Regions from separate parts of the Sus scrofa genome. Here region 1 is linked to region 2. Evidence: chromatin contacts called from public Hi-C data. All regions are on one chromosome and are shown on one strand. Each heading gives the region's core, a stretch centred on a gene start, on an enhancer-like site or on the middle of the called end of the contact. The rest is flanking DNA. Distances are from core to core; before and after follow the strand shown.

Region 1 (4,358 bases), core at 53-2,552, 210 kb after region 2:
CTTTTTGCTGGAGTTCCCATCGTGGCTCAGTGGGTTAAGGACACAATGTAGTCTCGGTGAGGATGTGGGTTCAATCCTTGGCCTCGCTCAGTGGGTTAAGGATCCAGTGTTGCTGCAAGCTTGGACATAGATTGCAGATGTGCCTCGGATCCAGTATTGCCATGGCTGTGGTTTAGCCCCAGCTGCAGCTCTGATTCCATCTCTCACATGGGAACTTCTATTGGCTGCAGGTGCACCCATAAAAAGAAAAAAAAAAAAGAATTTTCGCTGACAGAGAAAGACAAATACCATATGATATCACTTATATGTTGAATCTAAAATATGACACAAATGGACTTATTTACAAAACAGAAACAGACTCACAGACACAGAAAACAAACATCATTAACAAAGGGGAAAGTGTGGGGAAGATATAAATTAACAGATGCAAACTGCTAGATATAAAGTAGATAAACAGGAGTTCCCGTCGTGGCGAGGAACTGTGAGGTTGCGGGTTCAGTCCCTGGCCTTGCTCAGTGGGTTAAGGATCCAGCGTTGCCGTGAGCTGTGGTGTAGGTTGCAGACGCGGCTCGGATCCCGCGTTGCTGTGGCTCTGGCGTAGGCCGGTGGCTACAGCTCCGATTGGATCCCTAGCCTGGGAACCTCCATATGCCTTGGGAGCAGCCCAAGAAATGGCAAAAAGACAAAAAATAAAATAAAATAAAATAAAATAAAATAAAATAGATAAACCGCAAGGTCCTTCTGTATAGTACAGGAACCTATATCCAATACTTTGTATTAACCTATAAAAAAAAGAATATGAAAAATAATATATATGGGCAACTGGATCAGTTTTCTGTACACCAGAATTGAATACAATATTGTAAATCAACTATACTTCAACGAAAACTATTTTGCTGACAAATAAACCATAGAAAACATGCATGCTTTATGTAGTCTTAATGTTCACAGCAGTGTTATTTACATTAGCCAAGATATGGAAGCAAAGTGCCCATCAACAGATGAATGGATAAAGAAGATGTAAAAAATACATATATGGAGATCCCATCGTGGCTCAGTGGTTAACGAATCCGACTAGGAACCATGAGGTTGTGGGTTCGATCCCTGGCCTCGCTCAGTGGGTTAAGGATCCAGTGTTGCCGTGAGCTGTGGTGTAGGTTGCAGACATGGCTCAGATCTGGCGTTGCTGCGGAAAAAGACAAGGGTGACCTGGAATGGAGTATGAATGGGAGAGATGGGCTAGAGATGGATTTCTGGGGGTGGGGATGGCATGGGGGAATGGGAGAATCACAACAATCTAGAAGAGAGAATGAGACCTCCACAGCAGAAGGGCTGACAAGGAGGCAGACATTTAGAAATATTTAGGAGGTAAATCAAGCAGGATTTGGAGATTGACAGTATTCAAGAGGAGGAAAACTGGGACCCCAAGAATGATGCCAAGGCTTTAAAAGAATCAGTGCAGCAGCCATCTCTTTTTGGTTTTGTGGGTTCCTCTGGTCCAAAGGCACAGAAATGGCCCCTGGACCCCTCTGCTGCCCTACAGTTCATTCAGGACCTACTTACGGCGACCCTCATAGGTACCAGGACCTGTGCTGTGCTCTGAGGGACCTGCTTCCCGTGCTGAAGGGGAGTAGCTCTGATCGTGGAGGCAGACACGGTCTGACCACAGTTGCCATCGCGTAAAGGATGCTCTGGCGTGAAGGAGGGCGGGATCCGAGGAGTCTTTACGCGGAGACACCTAAGCGGGGTCTTCCGGAAGAACAGGAGTTTGCCCGCGTGGAAGGAGTCGGGCAGAGCGAATGAAAGCAGAGGTGAAGCATGAGGAAAGGCCATAAGACGAACCAAGAAATAAGAAAGAGGGCTGCCGAGCGAGCGGCTGGAGCGCTGGGGGTATGAAGTCCAGGATCCGTGTGTGACGCGCCAGTCTGGGCAGCGCGTGGAGACCGTCCTGGCGTTTGGATTTATCTCCCAGCCAACGAGGAAAGACACGATACAGCCCCAACTCACAGGTCAGATCCAGGGAAGGTAGCCGAAAAGCCTCGGGCTAGAGCGGAGGGAGGGGGTACCCCCACTTAGGGACCTCAGAGTCCCTGGACCCAAATCCCGGGGAAGCGGCCGCTTTGGGCAAAACCATTCTTAAGAGGTGGAGAGGGGAGAATAGCCTGCCTTGGGAGCCCAAGCCCGTGGAACCAGCTGAAACGTTTACTCGCTTCTTCTCTTCGCCTTTCTCTTACTTTTGCGCTCTCTTTCCGCCCCCATTGGCTCTCTCCCCCGAGCCTCCCCTCGTCTCGGGCACCACCAGTTGCTCCTAGGCCACCCCCCCACGCGTGGTACCGCCCGGCGGGCGCACAGCTAGGCACAGGTTATAAAGGCCGGGCTGCGACAGGCAGCCGACTGCGGACACAAGATGCGCCCGAAAGAGTTGGGGCAGGGATGCGCCGGGCACGGGCCGGGACCCGGGGATCCCGGAGCAGTCACCCCTGCTCCTCCGTCCGCAGCCAATCCCGCTCCACAGCCTTCCACCGAGCCTGAACCCGTCCCTGCGCAGGCACCCGAGGCTGGACAGGGAGCAGGATACGGATCCAGTTGCGTCTCAGGACCCCCGGAAGGCGCTCGCCGGGCCTCCGAGTCTGGATCCAAGGCAGGAGCCCAGCGCACGTCTGCATTCTCCGTCGACCAGGGGAATGCACAGTCCGTGCTCGACAACTCGGACGTGCCGTGGACTCGCTTTATATTCCGAGGACCTTTTGGTTCCCAAGCCAGTGGCTTGGGGACTGGAAAGGCGGCGGGCATCTGGAAGACGCCAGCTGCCTGCATCAGCCGGCGGCCTGAGGTGTCTGGCCCCGAGCGCACCGCCTTTATTCGAGAGTTAGAGGAAGGTAAACTAGGGTCCCCGGGTCCTCAGAGCGGGTGGGACAGCAGCAGGGAGGAGGGGGGCCTCTTCCGGTCCAGGCGCCCCATCCCCTCTGGTGCTCAGTCCCACCTCTCCAGCCACCCTGGAGATGTCACATTCTGCGGTGCCTCTCCGGTCGCCTCTTCCTCTTCTCCTCTCCCCTTCTCTCGTTCCCTGATTTCCTGTCTGTGGGTTGGGTCCCGGGACTCGAACGCTCCCCTCCCACCTCTTCGCGCCTGTTGCTGTGGTAGTTCTGCGCACTCTCAGTGGCCCCCTTCCCGGGCTACCGCAGTGCCAGGAGAGGGGCGGGGGGCTGCGGGAGGGCGCTGCCCGGTGCGCCCTGAGCCTGCGCTTGTCTGCCGCGCCAGCGAACGGGAGGTGGGTGGGCAGAGGGGGTATTTGCCAACCTCTTGGCTGCCGGGGTCAAGATCGCGCTTCCACCTCGACCAATCGTAGGGGTCGAGAGGTGGGCGGAGCCTCAGACAGATGCTGCCTCTCCTCTGCCCTCCCACCCTCTCTTGGGTCGCTGGAGATCTCTGGGTTGGGTCTAGAGGCTCAGGTGTCCCCCACTCCAGTGCTGGAGAAGTCTCCTCCTCACTACACGCAACAAGTGCGGATGGGTGACTGTGCCAGTTTTTGATGACCCATGAGGCTCCAGTGAGCTGGCTAGGGCTGCCTTCTGGGTTAGGGGTGATGAGTCAGTAGGCGCTGTACTTCCGCTAGCTGCCTCCATTCTCCTAGGTTCCAGGGACTGTAGAACTGTAATCTCCCTACCTCATCCAGCCTCTTCCACGAGAAAAAAAAAAAAAAAAAAAAAAGGCCCTGGAAGCAGGGAAGGGAGTATTGAGTACTGGGGGCGTGGAGAGGATATTGGGGGCAGAAAGGGGTCTTCTCCCTCATTGCTGATCTTTGCTGTTGAGGGCAGGAGACAGTACTGTGGGGTGGCGTATGCCCCCTGTTTTCTGACCCGTTTCTCTTGCAGCACTGTGTCCCGACCAGCCCCTGCCAGTCAAGAAGATCACCCAAGAAGATGTCAAAGTGATGATGAATTTGCTAGAGGAGGTGTGTGCTCCCTTCTCAACCCGGGACCAGGGCAGAGCCTTACCCAGGCTCCTGTTTTAATCCCATCTTGGCGGGTAGGGAGGAGTCTGTCTGCTTCCATACCTCCCTGAGGGCCAAGCTGGGGGTCCCACTTAGGCAAGACAGGGAGATGTGAGATGTCCAGGCTGGAAGAGCGCTTGGGACCATCTTTTCCCACGAGGGAAACTGAATCAGGTCCTACAGCGGGTTCATCGCAGGCTCTGGTCCAGTACCCTGGAGAACCAGGGGCCAGAGAGGGTTTCCCCTAGTTGCCTAGCTCCCCTCTAACCCCGGAGGACTCCTTAGCCTCTCTCGCCTGTCTGGGAGATCCCAGAAACCAGGAAGGTTTTCCCCATGGATGGGGGTCCCTCTGCAGAGAGAACGG
Region 2 (3,959 bases), core at 1,111-3,610:
TCCTCCTGCGGTAGCTTGGGTTGTTTCAGAAGCTCCGGCTTAATCCCCAGCCTGGTACAGTGGCTTAAAGGTTCCCATGTTGCTGCAGCTGCTGATTCAATCTCTGGCCCAGGAACTTCCATGGGCCAGAGGTGCAGCCATTTAAAAAAAAGAAAAAAAAAAAAAGTCACTCTGGGAATTCCCACTCTGGTGCACTGGATTAAGAATCCAACTGCAGCAGCTCAGGTCTCTACAGAGGGACACACAGGTTTGATCCCCAGCTGGCACAGTTGGCTAAAAGGATCCGGTGTTGCTGCACCTGTGGTGGCAACTGGGATTCAGTCCCTGGCCCAGTGAACTTTCACATGTTGTAGGTATGGCCATATTAAAAAAAAAAAAAAAAAAAAGAAGGCCACTTGCCACTCTGGTAGAAGAATGAAGCTTGGAGAGAGATGAGATGTGGGGTTAGTGAGGAGATTATGGTAGCATTCCAAGCTTTGTTTTGCTTTTTTTTTTTTTTTTTTTGTCTTTTTGCCACTTCTTGGGCCGCTCCTGCGGCATATGGAGGTTCCCAGGCTAGGGGTCGAATCAGAGCTACAGCTACCAGCCTATGCCAGAGCCACAGCAACGAGGGATCCAAGCCGCATCTGCGACCTACACCACAGCTCACGGCAACGCTGGATCATTAACCCACTGAGCAAGGGCAGGGATCGAACCCGCAATCTCATGGTTCCTAGTCGGATTCGTTAACCACTGCGCTACAACGGGAACTCCTGTTTTGCTTTTTAATGATGAGAGCCTGAACTGGGATGGAAAGGAGTTAGACTGGGGAGACATTTGGTAAGAGAATCAGTAAGACTTGGAGATATATGGGGAATCTTAGATTCAGAGAACACAAATTTGGAAGATACTTAAAGACAGATGGCCTTCTGCATTAGACTGTAGGCTGCCAAGCCACTGGCAAATGGGGCAGGTGGTCCGAGTCTGTGCCTTCCCAACCTAGCAAAAAGTAGGCACTTTAGAGAGGGCTGCTGAATGACTGGCTGGATGAACGACTTTTCTCTTCCAAAAACCTGAGCCTCTCCCATCCTCTGTTCCCCAGGTGCTAGGTGTGATTTAGCTTCCTCAGCACTGTGATAGGCAGGGGCCATGCAGGCAACTTACCAACAATGGCACAGACTGTTTTACTGAAGAAGGGGGATAAATCCTTTTTAAATTCCCTTGAGCCCCTCTTATTTTAGTATCCATTAACTCTAATTTTTTTTTTAATCTTTTTTTAGGGCCGCACCCACAGCATATGGAGGTTTCCAGGCTAGGGAACCTACACCACAGCCACAGCAACGCCAGATCTGAGCCACCTCTGCGACCTACACCACAGCTCAGGGCAACGCCAGATCCTTAATCCACTGAGCAAGGCCAGGGATGGAACCTGTGTCCTCATGGATGCTAGTCAGATTCGTTTCTGCTGAGCCACGACGGGAACTCCAGTACCGGTTAACTTTAATTTTTAACTTCAAACTCCCCCAATTTAACCTCAGGAAACCCCAATACAATTCAAGGCCACAAATATTATTGGTTTGAGTGAAGGGAGTTGCTAAAAAGATGATCAGGCTGTGTCCTTGCCCTCTCTGAGTTCCCGATCCAGACTGCATTTGACAAGACAAGCGTGCTGAGCAGGGAGTTTACATAAGGGTTGAGAGCAATGGGGACACTGTGGAGAAGGGACCTCACCCCGTGAGCTGCCTTATAAACTCCAGAGCAGAGTCTGGGGCCCCATGCCACCCTCCCTAGGTTTAATGCTGAGATGGCACTCCCGGAGGCTGACATGAAAGCAGCCTCATCAAAGGGTCAGCGTCATTAGGGTGATGAACCAGTTGGTGCTTGGAGATCCAGAGGGGATGAAAGGCGCGGTGTGAAGACGCCCTGCGTTCCTCTGGCTTGGTTGGGCAGGGCTTCTAGGGGCCGATGAACGCTGGGGAAGAAGGACTCAAAGTGTCTCTTCTTTCCTTTCGTGAAGGAAGCTGTGGACACACTCTCAAGGTCGAAAAGATAGTAGTGGGGGGGGGGGGCTCTTTCCCTCCAGGTCACAGGATCCCTACCCAGTCCGACTCTCCGAGCCTCACGGGAGACTCTCTAGGATTGGAAGTTGTTATGGCAACGAGGCTCTCAGAATACTGAGAAAAGCCAAAGCCTAGAGAGGAGACAGCAGCCTGTATCCCTCGTCCGACCCAAGGGTAAAGTGGCGCCCCCTACGCACAGGAACCGTCTCTGGGTCCCCGCCCCAGGGCGGAGACCACCGTGGACCTCCGAGGGCGGGAGGCCGCTCTGGCCCCAAGCAGAGCCTCTCGCTGGTAGACGGGCCCGAGGGAACCCCTCTGGGCGCAGCGCCGCCGAGCTGCTCGATGGTCCGACCGGAAGTGCTCTTCACCGCCGGCCTCCCACCCGGCTCTCTGGTCCCGGCGGTAAGATGGCGGCTGCCGCGGAGTGCGATGTGGTAATGGCGGCGACCGGGCCAGAGCTGCTCGACGACGAGGAAGCGAAGAGGTAACCGGGTGGCAGGGTAGGGGAACGGGCGAGCTTAAGCTCCGTGGCTCCGGGAACCCCGTCCTTGCCGTGGTGCAGCCCCTGTCGAGGCGATGCCCCGCCCTCCGAGACCCCCCCCCCCCAATCTGGGCTCGAGTCCGGATGGACCCCCTGAAGGGGCGCTCTCGGAGGTCGGCCCTTCCCTCCAGCTTCCGCCTGGCTGGGGAGCTGAGGCTCGGCCTTGTTTCCCCAGCAGAGAGGAAGGTCGTCCTCATTGCAGAGGCCAGGTCTCTGAGGGGATCTGGGAGGTTTGTTGCGGGGTGGGGGAGGCGGCGCAGTGGTGATGACGACTTCTTACATCGCCCCCGACCCCCTCCTCCTCTTGCTAACTTCTGCACATTGTTGTCTATCAGCACTTTGCATCGCCAGAACCCTCTTTTCTCTCTCCCTTTCCTCCGTAGTTATACCCCAGCGAGTACTAGTCTGGCCCGAGGTGATTGTGTGTCTTCATTATTGACCTGGTGGCCCCTCGGTTGCCCTAGAAGTTGAAGGTGATAAAGAAGGGTGAGGGGCTTGTCTCATGGTCTGCACGCCCAGCCCCCCGTCCCCCTCCGTCCTTCCTAAGATCCTCATTTTCCCCAGGACTATTTCTTAAGCAGCAAGAAGGAGGCCAGCTGCTTGGGCGCTGTTGGCGCTGCTGGGCAGCCGCAGTGGCTCGAGATTGCCAGTCCGGACTAGCCAAGGGAGCTGCTGAGTGAGTGGTTTTCGAGAACACTCTGGGTTTTGGCTACAGCTAAAGCAGGTTATTGGAGTGGGGTTGGAACACAGTTGTGGGTAGTCATACTTGTCCTAATGCTGGAGCGGAATTCACGAAAAGGTTCTGGAAGTTTGGAGCCCTTTCCTTATCAGGCGCAACTTAATTGACTACGGTTCCCTCGTTCTCCTTCCTACTTATTGCATATCTTTATATCAAGCCCATATGGCTTCAGTCTGGGTGGTTTCAGGTGGTGCGTAGTTCATGAGATCTGCAGTCAGGATTCTGAGGGGTATTTTGTTTGTTTGTTTGTGTGTTTTTACTGTCCAGGTTTGAAACATAAGGGGTGCTCAGGGAGGCAGATGAATAGTTACCAAGTTTAAGGATGGTTATTGCAGTCAGTGTCCCAAGTTCCTGACCTCTTGGAAGCCAAGAGCCTCACAAAGTGGAGTAGGCCCCTGGGATTTCAGAGACGTCAGGAAACCAGAGCAACTAGTCTCTCTCAGTTTTGAGCTTTCACAAACCAGTTACTTCCAGGTATTTAGAATTAAGCATCATCAGCATCATTAAGTAAGTACAAAACGAGACGCACAACTACCCCCAATACACAGAGCTTAAGTTAATTGTAAGGATTTACCTTGTGTTTGGAAAAAGTTCAATGGTTGTTTGTACTATAAATAGGAAGTTGGGTTGTAAGTAATTT

What was found. A called contact is a pair of places that touch in the nucleus more often than the background predicts.
Region 1: a Hi-C map of liver shows a contact between it and region 2, with 4 times the contacts expected there. The contact joins the promoter of HAP1 here to the promoter of DNAJC7 in region 2. A contact is called at or near these places in 4 of 47 Hi-C or Micro-C datasets (liver, retroperitoneal adipose tissue, skeletal muscle and 1 more) and 1 of 2 datasets of contacts at active chromatin or transcription factors (alveolar macrophages).

What each region holds. Positions count from the first base shown.
Region 1 is chr12:20,937,161-20,941,518 of Sscrofa11.1, forward strand. HAP1 (huntingtin-associated protein 1) reads left to right here and starts at 1,303. Exons shown (of 11, transcript XM_021066999.1): 1 at 1,303-2,879; 2 at 3,876-3,955; 3 at 4,350-4,358. The coding sequence starts at 2,408.
Region 2 is chr12:20,723,577-20,727,535 of Sscrofa11.1, forward strand. DNAJC7 (dnaJ homolog subfamily C member 7) reads left to right here and starts at 2,361. Exons shown (of 15, transcript XM_003131409.5): 1 at 2,361-2,523. The coding sequence starts at 2,447.